2 separate regions of the Pan troglodytes genome follow, and region 1 is linked to region 2. A link is a contact called in public Hi-C data. All regions are on one chromosome and are shown on one strand. The core of a region is the stretch at or near the end of the contact, and the rest is flanking DNA. Distances in the headings are between cores, read along the strand shown. Region 1 has its middle 270 kb from the start of SORL1. Region 2 has its middle 210 kb from the start of SORL1.

The links. A called contact is a pair of places that touch in the nucleus more often than the background predicts.
Region 1: a Hi-C map of stem cell-derived neural progenitor cells shows a contact between it and region 2, with 4 times the contacts expected there. The contact joins two enhancer-like sites. A contact is called at or near these places in 2 of 7 Hi-C or Micro-C datasets (blood and stem cell-derived neural progenitor cells).

What each region holds. Positions count from the first base shown.
Region 1 is chr9:123,667,175-123,673,161 of NHGRI_mPanTro3-v2.0_pri, forward strand. No RefSeq gene overlaps it. Among named protein-coding and RNA genes, the nearest start is that of SORL1, 270 kb to the left of the region's middle. Within about 2 kb of position 4,202, at least 17 of the 24 cell types and tissues checked have an H3K27ac peak or open chromatin away from gene starts, as enhancers often do. A contact at or near this core is called in stem cell-derived neural progenitor cells, where this site is marked.
Region 2 is chr9:123,602,190-123,608,431 of NHGRI_mPanTro3-v2.0_pri, forward strand. No RefSeq gene overlaps it. Among named protein-coding and RNA genes, the nearest start is that of SORL1, 210 kb to the left of the region's middle. Within about 2 kb of position 2,267, at least 13 of the 24 cell types and tissues checked have an H3K27ac peak or open chromatin away from gene starts, as enhancers often do. A contact at or near this core is called in stem cell-derived neural progenitor cells, where this site is marked.

The sequences.
Region 1 (5,987 bases), core at 2,952-5,451, 67 kb after region 2:
CCAGCAGGGCCAGGAGGGTATGGTAAGGCAAATATCAGAATCATTTGGGCAATGAACCACCCACTCTTCTTTCAATAGCCAGAGTAACACAGACTAAATCTATATATAGCCAAAGAATGCTATTTTTGAGACATCTTTATTAACTGATTTCAGCACCATTTATTTCAATCAGTTTTTCATCCATCAAATAGAAATACAAGTAATTGCCTCAAAAGGTTCATGTGAGGATTGATTGAGATAACATTTATAAAAGTGCTTGCCTAGAATGTCTATGCTAAATAAAAGGGAGTTGACTCTGAATTCTGAAGTTACTTTGCCTTTACGGACGTGGTCTCAGTCTTAGACCTTGTAGTCAGTTGGAAGAACAACAGAAGAAGAGATATCTTTGAATTCTCAGGAGAACTTCTTAAAAAAAAAAAAATCCATTTGTGCCCTATTATTTTAGTCTACCTGCAGCTGTATCCAAACAGGGAGGTGGGAGGGGAAGTAAAGAGTTCAGCTTATAGTTAGTGAATCCAATTTATGTTCGGGTCAAAACTCTTGACTGTAAGGCCAACTGATTATTTGGCTGTACAGTCACTATTTTCATCAGAGTAGGTGGTTGCTTATGTGACGTGATCTGAAAGTCACTGAAAGGCCTTCTGTCCTCAAATCTTTCCTCTTTCAATAAGGCATGGAATCTGAAATTCCATTCTGAGAAATCTAACCTCAGGTTAAGGCCATGATTCTCAAACTTTGCTATGCATTTGGGTCCCTTGAAGTACTTATTTAAAATACTGAACCAGAACTACTAAGTTTCTGGGGTTGGGGCCTGGGCAACTGTATTTTTGACTAGATGAGTCTAATGCACAACATAGTTTGAGAAAAACAAGATGAAGCCATTATATCTACAGACGTCCCCTATTACATTCCTAGTCTTCTCTCAGGGAGGTTGCCCTGGTTCTCCAATGACAGCATCTACCTCCTCATTCTACTAAAACTGCTCTTGTCAATATCGTCAGTGAGCTCTATGTTGTCAACTCTAATGGGTTCGTTTTAGTCCTCATATTATAGATCCTCTCAGCAACATTTGATGCCATTTACTTCTCCTCCTCTGAATCCATGAGATGTCAGTCTCTCCTTGTTTCCCTCCTTACCTCATCGACTGCTCCTACTCCTTCTTCCTTGCTGGTTTCTCCTCCTCCATTCAACTGCAAATAAGGAAGTTTCCCAGGACTTGTAGTCGGGCCTTGCTCTTCCTTGTATATTCTCTTCATAGACTTAAATATCTAGTGGCCAGCAATTTCTAAATTTTTACAGCCTACCTAGTCTTCTCCTCTGAGCACTAGATTTATGCAGTCAACCACCTACTTGATAGACTGACTTGGATATCTCATGATTACCTTAAACTCACCACATTAGAAGTGATCTCTAAACCCTTCTGCATCCCCACATCATTCTCAAATCTAAGTTTCTCAGGGAATGGTATCACCATATACCCAATTATTCAAACTAGAACCCAGCAGTTATGTGGGATTACTACTTCTGCCTCTTCACCTGCATCCACTTCATCAGCAAGTCATGGCAATGACCTCCCCATGACCACCATTCAGCAAGCCACCGTCCTCTTTCCCAGAATCCTTCCTGGTAACTGCTTCATCTCTTACACCCCTTACATCATTCTTAAAGAAGCCAGAACATCCCTTTAAATAACTCAAAACACAAACGAGATCACTAATATCCCCCCTTAAGCTGTTCAGTGGCTTCCTACTACATTTAGAATAAAATTGAGTTTTTACCTGGGTCTGTAAGACACCCACTCTTTTCTTCCTCATCTTGGTCTATAAGGCTCTTTATCTCGCTACTTTGCTCACTAGGTTCTAGTCACACTGGTCTTCTTCAACTTCTCAAATACTCCCAGTTATTTTCCTCCTCAGGGCCTTTGCATATGCTGTTCCTTCTGCCTGGATTGATCTTCACCTCCATGACTATTTCTCATCCCTCAGATCTTAGTTTAAATCTTGCCTTCCATGACCACTCTCCCTAAGTAGGTATTCTCTGTTATTCTCCATTAATTCTTCATAGTGCTTTGAATTTTGTAATTATTCATTCATTTGTTTATTGCCTATCTCCCACTCTAGAATACAAGCTCCATGAATTCAGAGACTAGGTGTATATACCGAATTTCTGAAATAGTGTCTGGCCTATGTTACTTGTTCAATAAAAATCTGCTAAATAAAATGATAAAAAAAGATGTTAAATGAAAATATAGCAGAATATTTTAATTTTCTGGAAGTTTGGGAAAGTTTTTCTAACCATGGCATGAAACTTAAAAACCATAAATGTAAAGATTGACAAATCTGACTGTATTAAGTACTGAATATTTCTATAACAATTGAAAAACTGTAAATGAACTGGAAAAAATCTTGCAAAATATTAAAGGGAATTTCTTCAAATTAATAAGAAAAGAAAAGCAGACCAATAGAAAAAATAGACACGGTAACTTATAGAATCAAATTGACAAATGGCCACTAAAAATTTTATAAGAAATATGCTCAGCTTCATTCTTTATAAATATCAGTTTTTCATTCTGTTGAATTTGCAGTACCCAGGTCAGGTGTGTATGGAAACAGTTAACTTTCATACACTAATGTCATACACTAACAGTTAACTTCTCTATGTGTCTTATAATTTAGTGTCACATTTTTATTGAATGATTTGGCCATGCCTATTGAAATTTAAAATGTGTCTTCGCTTTAACTGAACACTGTTTTGAATGAGCAATTTTAGAAATTCCTCCTAAAATAATACTTTCACAGTGTGCGACATATGTTGAAATCTGTTTAGTTTGACGTTGTATAAACAAAAACTGGAAACTATCTGATTATTCAACAATGTAATGGTATATCCATACAAAGAAATATAATGCAGCTCTTAAAAAGAACAATGCTACAGATTTATATATTCTGTTTCAGAAAGACATCTTTGATATATGGTGAAAATTAATGGTATGTGTAGTAATTTCCTATTTTTTTAAATAAAAATGCATATATTGATAAATTGCATAAATATGTTCAGATATGCGTGGAAAAATAAAGAAATGACTGAAATTCTTAACCATGGCTATTTAGGAAATTTGAGTTTGGAGACTTTCCATTTTATACTATATACGTATGTATCTCATATTTCTGTATTGTTTGAATTTTTTTTTACCCACAGCATATACTGTTCTGTAATTAAACAGAGGGCGGGGTGTGTGTGGTGGGGGGGGGGGGAGAGAGAGAGAGAGAAAGAAAGAGAGAGAGAGAGTGCGCAATGTGCAGAAGACAAACGATTACTGTTTCATGCATTTTGTCATCAGCGTGGTCAGAGCTGCCCCACTAGGCCTCCTGGAAGGTCAGACACTCGGCCAAGGGTTGACGGGTTCCAGCCCTTCCCCTCTCCTTCTTTACCTCAAGAAAGAGAGGCACTTACTTTAGCATCACATGATTTTACAGGGATCAAATGAAAAAAGGTTGCGAGAAGCCTTTATCAACTATAAAGCTCTTTCAAATACAAGCGGTTATAATCATAACCAAAGTGCACTTCCCATCCCAGGCAGGACTGGCTGGTTACTGCAGAAAACCCTCCCAGTGAGCGCTCGGTGCCAGCAACCTGCAGTCCCCTTTATCCCAAATAGCGCTGGCCCCACTGTCCCCCTCCCACCACCCCCTGCTTCTCGGAGGGAGTCCAGCCGGCCTCCTGCCTCCTCACTTCATCCCGGCCCTGACGCAGCCGCTTCCCAGCAGAGCTTGGCTGTTCCTTGAACTTTCAGTGTTGGTTCGATTTCCTCCAGTGGTACCACATGCTGCTGTGCAAACAGAGCACGTGGTCCCGCCAAACAAAGGAACATGTGTGCTGCAAACCATCCCCCTATCACGGGAGCGCAGAGCTCCGCCAGGAGAGGGCCGGGCCTGCGCACTCTAATTTTTCACTGCAGTTTAAACACTCCGTGAGGCTCTCAGGAAGCGGCGGGGGTGGGGGGCGGCCGGAGAGAAGGGGCCCGCGTCTCCGCCGCTTCCATCACCGCCCTGGAAATAGCATCTGAACGCGCACGGCCCGACCAGGCTTCCCCCAAGCTGCTAAGATTTCATTTCACCTCCGACAGGCTTCATGGGGACTCGCTGTTAAAAGATCACTCTCCCGGGATGCTGTCGTGGGGGAGGGGGCCCGGCACTGTATACAGCTGTCAAAACGTCTCCGACAGGAGACGAAGGCACATCTGCACAAGCCTGTCTCAGGCTGCGGGGCACACAGGGAGCGCCTCAAACCTATCAGTGTAATGCCGAGCGGTAATTGCATTAGGATTAGTTATCTCCTGTGCTCTGCTCATTAGCCCGGAGGATGGCTCGCATCCAGCGAGAGGGTGGCACAGGGAGAGGGATGGGATATGCGCCTAACAGGTCGTGATAATGAAAGACTAGCTCTCCTGGAGTTTGCTTCCCCCTCCACCCTCCCCACCCGGCCCCCTACTCTCCGCCCCCCTCTTCCTCTAAACCTCATTTCCTGACTTTTTTTCCTGAAGGTCTTATGAAATGTGCAATTTAGGAAGATTACAATGAAAGAAAAAGAATCGAGACTGGTTGAAGGTGGGGGAGGGATGCTGCAGAGAGCGCGAGGAGGGGTTGCCTGAGTCAAGCGAAGGGAAGGAGGAGGCTGGGACTCTCTGATGCCAAAGCGGGGGCCACAAGAATGCCTGGGTTCTTTTTCTGCCGGAGCTCGTTCCTGACATGTTTTAACTTCCTTCCCTGTGTAATGCCTAAGACCAGGGTGAGATGGAGAGATGACGATTTCCAGGGGATTTGGAGCCGGGGGAGACGCACCTTAGATTGTGTGAACTCTGAGGGCCGCGCCCACTCCGGGTTGAGCTGGTTGAGCTAAGCTGACTCCCTGCTCAGCATTCCCACAGCTTTTCCATTACAGAAGCGCCAGAGAGGAGATGTTTGTCTCATGGCTGGTCCGCAGGGAACAGGGACCCAGTCATTTTATTCTTCAGTGCCCCAGCACACTGTCTGGCATACACAAAGTGCTCAAAAAAAGCATGATGAGTAACAGTTTTATTTTTATTTTCACTTTAGAGACAGGATCTCGCTCTGTCTCCTAGGCTGGAGTGCAGGAGCAGGTCTATAGCTCATTGTAACCTTGACTTCCTTGGCCTTCCAAAGTGCTGGGATTACAGGCATGAGCCACCAAGCCAGGCCTCAATAATTTTAGAAAGTCAGGGAGGACATCATCAGTTTCAAGGGCCACCACATACAAAACACGATTTTCAGGCAGACCAACCGATGTACTGGCAATGTGAACAACGTCAGATAATCCAGCTTCTCTAAACTTGTTTTCCTCCTTTGTAAAACAGGAGTAATAATTTACCTCATAATAAATGCTTATTTATATGTCTGTAAATCACCACAAAGTCCACTGAACACATAGTAGGTGCTCAATAGACATTAGTTCCTCCCGACATCTTGCTTTATTCATCCCTAAAATGGGGATTAAAAAAAAAACTCTTTGATGTCTCAGGAGGAGGTAATTAATGTTCTCTTAACCCATCTGAACGGGCCAATAGAGTACAAAGTTGTTTTATAATTAAGAAATGTATCAAACCCCGTGCAGGACTAATTGCTGTGCAAATTTGATTGAGGCCTGTGAGGACAAGATTGCCTTTAATGGGTTGCAGCGTAGGGGACTATTTAATATTCTTCAGGGAAGTTTCAATACCCAAGTCTCAGCATTGGAGATTGCCTCACCAACCATTAGGAACACCACTCAATGGTTTGGAGTGAATACACCAGGGCTTTGCTTAAATAATTATTTTGAAACTGGAAGGTTTATTGAGGGTTCAGGGTTCAGATTTAGAAATGTCAGAAATAGAGTTTTATTTGTTTCCATTGCACATAATGAATTGCCCTTTAAATAATGAAGCGATGAAAATGCCAAGCACCACATACTCTAAAGGATTGCCAAATGTT
Region 2 (6,242 bases), core at 1,017-3,516:
ATCAGCCCAATACCAAACCAGATTAAAGTGCTGTCTCATGTTCTAATCTTCTGAGGCCTGAAACAAAAAGTGAAGTTGATTGTGTTGATTTGCATGGCTCCCCTGAACTAGTAATCTTTCAACATCAGAGCGGAGCAGGTGACTGACCAACGGACTTGTAGATGGCTTTGGGGATTAGTTTGCGCCCTCATAATTTGAGAACGTGAGTCCTGTGGGAACGGATGTGGCCACTGGGGATATAGCTGGCGGCAAGCTCTGTGAGGATCGGGATGGTTCTTACATTTTTTGTCCAGCTGTAAAATGGGAAGGAGGCTTTTTTCTGACTTATCCCCTAGCGTCAAGTTCCCATTCCCACGCAAATGGCAGCTCTTTCTATACTTATTTGGGAGTGAAATGGATGGAAGAAGGGATGGAATGGAGAGGATCCCTTTCCTTTTTGAACTTGGGAGTTTATAGGTAAGTGGGCAAAAATGAGCCTACGGAAGAGACTAACTTCGGTCCGGATCAGCAGCATTTGCTCTTCTGGGAACCTCAGCTGTGGGCAGCAGAGAACTGAGGGCGTGTTCGGTAGCTGCGTGTAAAGGGAGGCACTGTGCTTAATGAGGTCTGCAAGCCTCGTGCTTTTCATTTGACCCAGGTTTTTCTCCCTTGGATTAACCTCTCTGTGTGTTGTTGGGAAGTACTGTTCATCTGGTTGTAGCTCAGAATTTTGTACCTGGCCCAGAGGAGATTCCTGGGAGTGGAATCTAGGTCCCCACCCAATTCTGATTGTGAGTAATGGATGCCGTTTGGATGGGAACTGTAGAGGATTTATCTTTAACGCCAGAGGGCTGGAGGTCACAGCTGAAGCAGGTTGATTAAAATCAGTTACTCAGGGGATTTGACTACACAACCCAAAACACAAGCTGGAGGAATCCAGCTTCTTCTCAGAACTGCCCCCAAATACTGAGGAAAGGTAGATTCGAGGTCTGCAATCCTCTCCTTGCCTCTGAACTCAGAGCTGTCATTGTCTCAAACACGCACTTGACACTAAACATACATTTTTCTCTGACATATTTGTATTGTTTTTTAAACTGTATGACAAATAGTTGTGCTGAGTGAGTTCCGGGCACCTAGCAGGCAGGCAGTAAATATTTGCTGTACATCGAAAGAATGCCGTTGGCTTGGCTGTCAGTATGGCTCCGATTCAGAACCATCCCATTGCTGGGTTCTTGAAGCTGGGAGGATTGCACGTTGAAGGGCTGGTCAAGCCCTGCCTGACCAGAAAGGTCTCTGTGAATACTTTGGTCATAGAGACCAGAAAGGTCTCTGTGAATACTGGAACATTCTCAGACATGCCGAGCAAAAGCTACCATCGCAGGCAAGAGGGACGGTGGGGGGAAGTGCAGCTGGGAGTTTTCCTAGAGACGTGGTTCCTTTGTTCTGGTAGATTTCAGCCAGAAAGAACAGCAAATTTTTACTGTCTGCAAACCACTAAGGAGCTACTCCCCTCCCCCTTTACCTCCTTCCTTCCCAACCTGGGAATTCATTTGCTGCTTCTCTCTCCTCCTCCTCTGCCCTCGGGCAGTCCCCAGGGACAAAGCTCTTTGTTGTGAACACTCCGAGACAATACGGGATTGCACAGTCCCCAGGGCACAATCGGGGCTGTCCTCCATGGAGAGTGATCGCCCCGGCAGAGACCCCCACCTGTTGATCTCCCCCTTCCTGGGGCGAGTGACAACCTGCATTGTGCTGGGGACGCACGCGTTTCCACAGCAGGCTCAGCAGATGGTGCTGGTGAGCAAAGCCATTCCCGTCCCTCTCGCGCCCCTCCCCACCGCCAGAGCCTCGCTGGTCTAAAGCAAAAACAGATGTTTTCATCATTTCTGGATCTGGCATGTGACTCGCAGTTCAGCAATGCGCCGACATAACCCAGAGTTGTACGTCCCCATCATCCCCCGCAAAATAAAAATCCTGAACTTAAACGAGCCTTCCTCCTAGGCGAGCCACTGACACATGATCTGTGTAATCCACCCGGCACATGTTTAATCGGACTCCAACTGCAACTGCCTTTGTAGCCAGCCCCGGCTCTATAATTGGGAAGTTGTCTTTTTTTTCAGCGAAGACACGGGACAGCCAGACTAGCTATCTTTACACCAAGGGCTGGGAAGAGGCGCTAGCCTTTTAAAATAGCCCTGGTCTGGCTGGCTGGCGAACCTGTCTGCGTGGGAGCCGGTGAGCGGGGCCAGAACAAAACAGGAAGGCCGCGGCGGCGCACCCTGTTCCCGGCGCCCTCGGCAGGTGGCAGCATTGGCCCGAGCTGGCCTCTGCCGCTGGCCAGCCCCAAAGCAGGGCCCTTTTACTTTCGGTGGCCTCAAAATTATTAGTTCCAGATGAGTTCTTGCAATTGTAATATTTGGTTTAACCCAATCTGCCCGACTGCGTCAGCGCACGTTCAAATACAGCCGTCTGAAGTCTAACCAGACATCAGAGGCATGTTTCGGGGGTGTCAACATTCCTTACCCTTTGAAAGAATTAAAGCAAAACAAAACAAAACAAAAAAAGGAGGCTGATTTATCCCAAAACGAAAGAAGGGTGAACAGGCGTGGGGCTAGGGTGCCTGAGAGGGAGCGAGCAGTGGACATTCAGGGAAGGCGTAACAATGGAACTTTGTCCAGGAGGCCCGCTAGAGTGGAACTGGATTTATTTGTTGAACTAGGAAGGGACCTCTAGGTTCTTTGAAGGTTAGAGCAAATAAGCAAAACTGGCGTGCATTTGGTTTACCAACAGCAGAGTCCTTCAAGTCACGTAGGCTGCTATTGTCAGACACAAAACGCGTTGTTTCTGGGGCTGGGCCTCTGCTTAACACTTGGCTTGGTGTCCCAGGAAGGGGGCAGTGGAGGAGGGGGCTCCCCATCTTAGCACACAGCTTTTAGGGGCACTCTGAATGTCTGCCAAGGATGTAGACTGGGTTTCCTGAGGACAGCAGCCTAGGCCGCAGAGGACTCGTTTAGAAGGCAGGAGCCCTCCTGCAGGCCCTCTGGCGAGTGGACTGGCTGGAGTCGTCAAGTGTCTTGTAAACGGCCCTGCTGTGGTTTTACTGCAACACCGTGGAGCTGGACACGGGGGAGACTAGGGACCCATCCCGGTGGTCTCAGGGTATTACAGATGCATGAGCTGAGGCTAAAAGACTCCCTCTGACCCCCAGGGCAGAGCAGCAAAATGTACAAAGGGAGCCCAGAAATCCTGCTCCAACCACCAGCCAGGAAAGGGTGTCTCTTCCCTTAGCAGAGATGGAATAACCTGGCCTTGAAAAGACAGCCTCTGTCAAGCAGTCTCCCACACCCCTTCCCCCTGCCTGCACCTCACTTTTAAATCTGTGCTCAAATTCTTCAGTAAGATTCCTGCTAGTCGACTACAGGGAGCCTGACCGTTTCCCTGCAGGTCTCTGTCTCAACATGGTACTGATCAAAAGCTGGCACCAGTCTGGCAGATGCTTTAAGTCCTGCATGTCGGGAGCTAGTGGCTGGTGCTGGCATCAGCCAGCCAGGCAGACAGAGTGGCCATCTTGTTAGATGTGGTTGGGGCCTCGCTCGTCACTTACCTGCTGCAGGGGCCACCCCACTGTGTGGAGGAGGCATAGGAAAGATGGTGGGACCTGCACTCATCTGGTCCAATACCTCCAGAGTGTTTAGGGACCCAGACTTCCTGCTATCCTCCTTTCAGTCTGAAAACTACATGTGTCCCTGCAGATTGTTGGGAAAGTGCTGATTGTCTTGGCGGGAGCCTCACCCTGATCCTAGAGGGGACTTGGCCTTGGAGGGAAATAGGCAAATTAGGCATTCAGGTGAGTACAATGGTTCGAGGCCTGTGTGCGTAGAATGGCTAAGGAATTCCAGTATTCCTTTCCATTGCTTCATTTACTTTATTCCCTTCTGAGAATCAGTTTTTGGACATGCTATAATCCAGAAATTCTCAGTCTTGCGTACTTAAGAATTGCCTGGACCCTACCCCCAGAGCTGCTGAAATCACAATGAAAAGGGGTTGGGGATAGGGGTCATGATTTTACTCTCTGCCCAGGTGGTTGTAATGTACAGCTAGAAGCTAAAAAACAAAATTTAAAAATCACTGCATTTCTAACCCAAATTCCCTTGATTTACAGATGAGGTTCCTAAGAGTTAAGCGGCTCAGCCAAGGTCACACAAATTCAAGTCCAAGTATGGAATTTCTGTATAAGACCTCCTTGCTCCTCAGCAATGATTGAGGCTTTTCCTCAATCTTTGAACCCATTAATGACTGAGCCAGTCACTTCTTTTCCCTGTTTAATGAAACCCTCTATCAGCCACAACCTGTGTTGCTGTTGCCTATAAGAAATTCCTCTTACAGTCGGCTCTCTGTATCCATGGGTCCTTCATCCATGGATTCAATTGGCCTCAGATACAAAATATTAAAAAAATATATATGTATGTATGTATATACGGATGGCTGTGTCTGTACTGAACATGTAGACTTTGTTTCTTGTCATTATTCTCTAAACAATACAGTATATCAACTATTCACATAGCATTTACATTGTATTAGGTATTATAAGTAATCTAGAGATGATTTCAAGTATGTAGAAGGATGTGTGTAGGTTTTATGTAAATCCTACACCATTTCATCTAAAGAGACTTTAGCATCCATGAATTTTGGTATCTGTGAGGGTCCTGGAACCAATTCCCCACAAATACCGAGAGAGAACAGTACTTACTGGGGAATTTTCAACTTTGTAGCTTTAAATAAAGGCTTATACTGAGACCTTTAGAAATGAAAATCTAACCCCCGCCAACCCTGATGTCCCTTATTTATCACTTATGTTCCCAAAAGGGATTCATACCTGCAGATGGCCATCATGGTGATAACTGCTTTGCAATGATTTGTTTTTAGAGATGAGGCTCCTGGGCCCTAGAAAAGTTTAGTGCCGTGTTTGGGCCAAAGTAGATGGCAGAGGCAAAATGAACATGGAGGCACCCACTTCCCAGCCCTTGGTGACATCACTGCTTTAATCTCACCTCTCTTCCCCTGGGGCTGCTCAAGGTGCTGTTTTCTTGTTAGTCATCACCTGCTGGAGGTAACAAACACCCTCAGAAATACGTCTGTTCTCTGTGGGCAAGGAAGCAGTCACTGGCTTAACCCTATGCTTCTGAGAATTGGTTTGACTTGAATATTTTGAGATCTTTGATGCTCGAAGGTTGAGGAAGTTACCATATTACCATAACTCATTGGGAACAAGAGAGAAAAAGAGCCCAGACATTGTGGTCACCAGGTAAAGTGGAAATGAAGCTGGACAGGGAGTCAGGCAACGGTGTCCTGTGTGACCTTGGACAAGCCATTGTATCACTATGGGCCCAAGTTTTTTCCTCTGGAAAAAAGCCAGGAAGTTGGACATGATCTCTGAGGTCTCTCCCAGCTCTGACATTCCATGGGACAACGAGTTCCTCATCTCTGGGATCTTCCTTTTGTCGGTCAGATGTGAGGCTCTGGATTCTCTTCTCTCTCTAAGTCAATTACTCTTGAGGCATTTCCCCAGTGACCTTAGGACTAACTCATGATTTTTAAACATGGAGGTCAGAACATGAGCAGCCACACAAAAACAATGACTTGGTTCCCTACCCAGTGCCTGGTGACTTCACAAAGGACACTTAATGTAAGTCCCTTCTCTAGAATTCTTTCTTTTCTTAGAGGAACTGCCCAGGGATCTTGCATCACTGGGGCTTGTTTGTCCATCCACCCATTTATTCCATCTTATAAACATTTGTTAAGTACCAACTCTGCTTAAAAAAAAGGATGGGGAAGAATGTTTATTTCTAGGAATGACTCTTCTAGATTAAGAGGCTACAGAGGCATTATAACTAAATACAGTATGTGACCTTGATTGGATCCTAGATCCAAGAAGAAGAAAAAAGCCAGAGAAGACATTTTTGAGAGACCTGTGGAAATCTGAATATAGATCTCGTAATGGGATTATTGACACATTTTTTAGATTTGATAATAGCATTGTGGTTTTACATGAGACATTTTACATGCTGAAGTACTTAAGGATCAGTGTCATGATGTTTGCAACGTTCCTTCAAATGATTCAGAAAAAAAAAGCAAATGTACCAGATGCTGATGATTGATGAATCAAGGATGGGGAGTATCAAGTGCTCATTGACTAACTCAACTTTTCTGGAGATGAGTTTTCGAAATAAAAAGTCATGACCAAAAGGGAGTGCCCCTGTCCA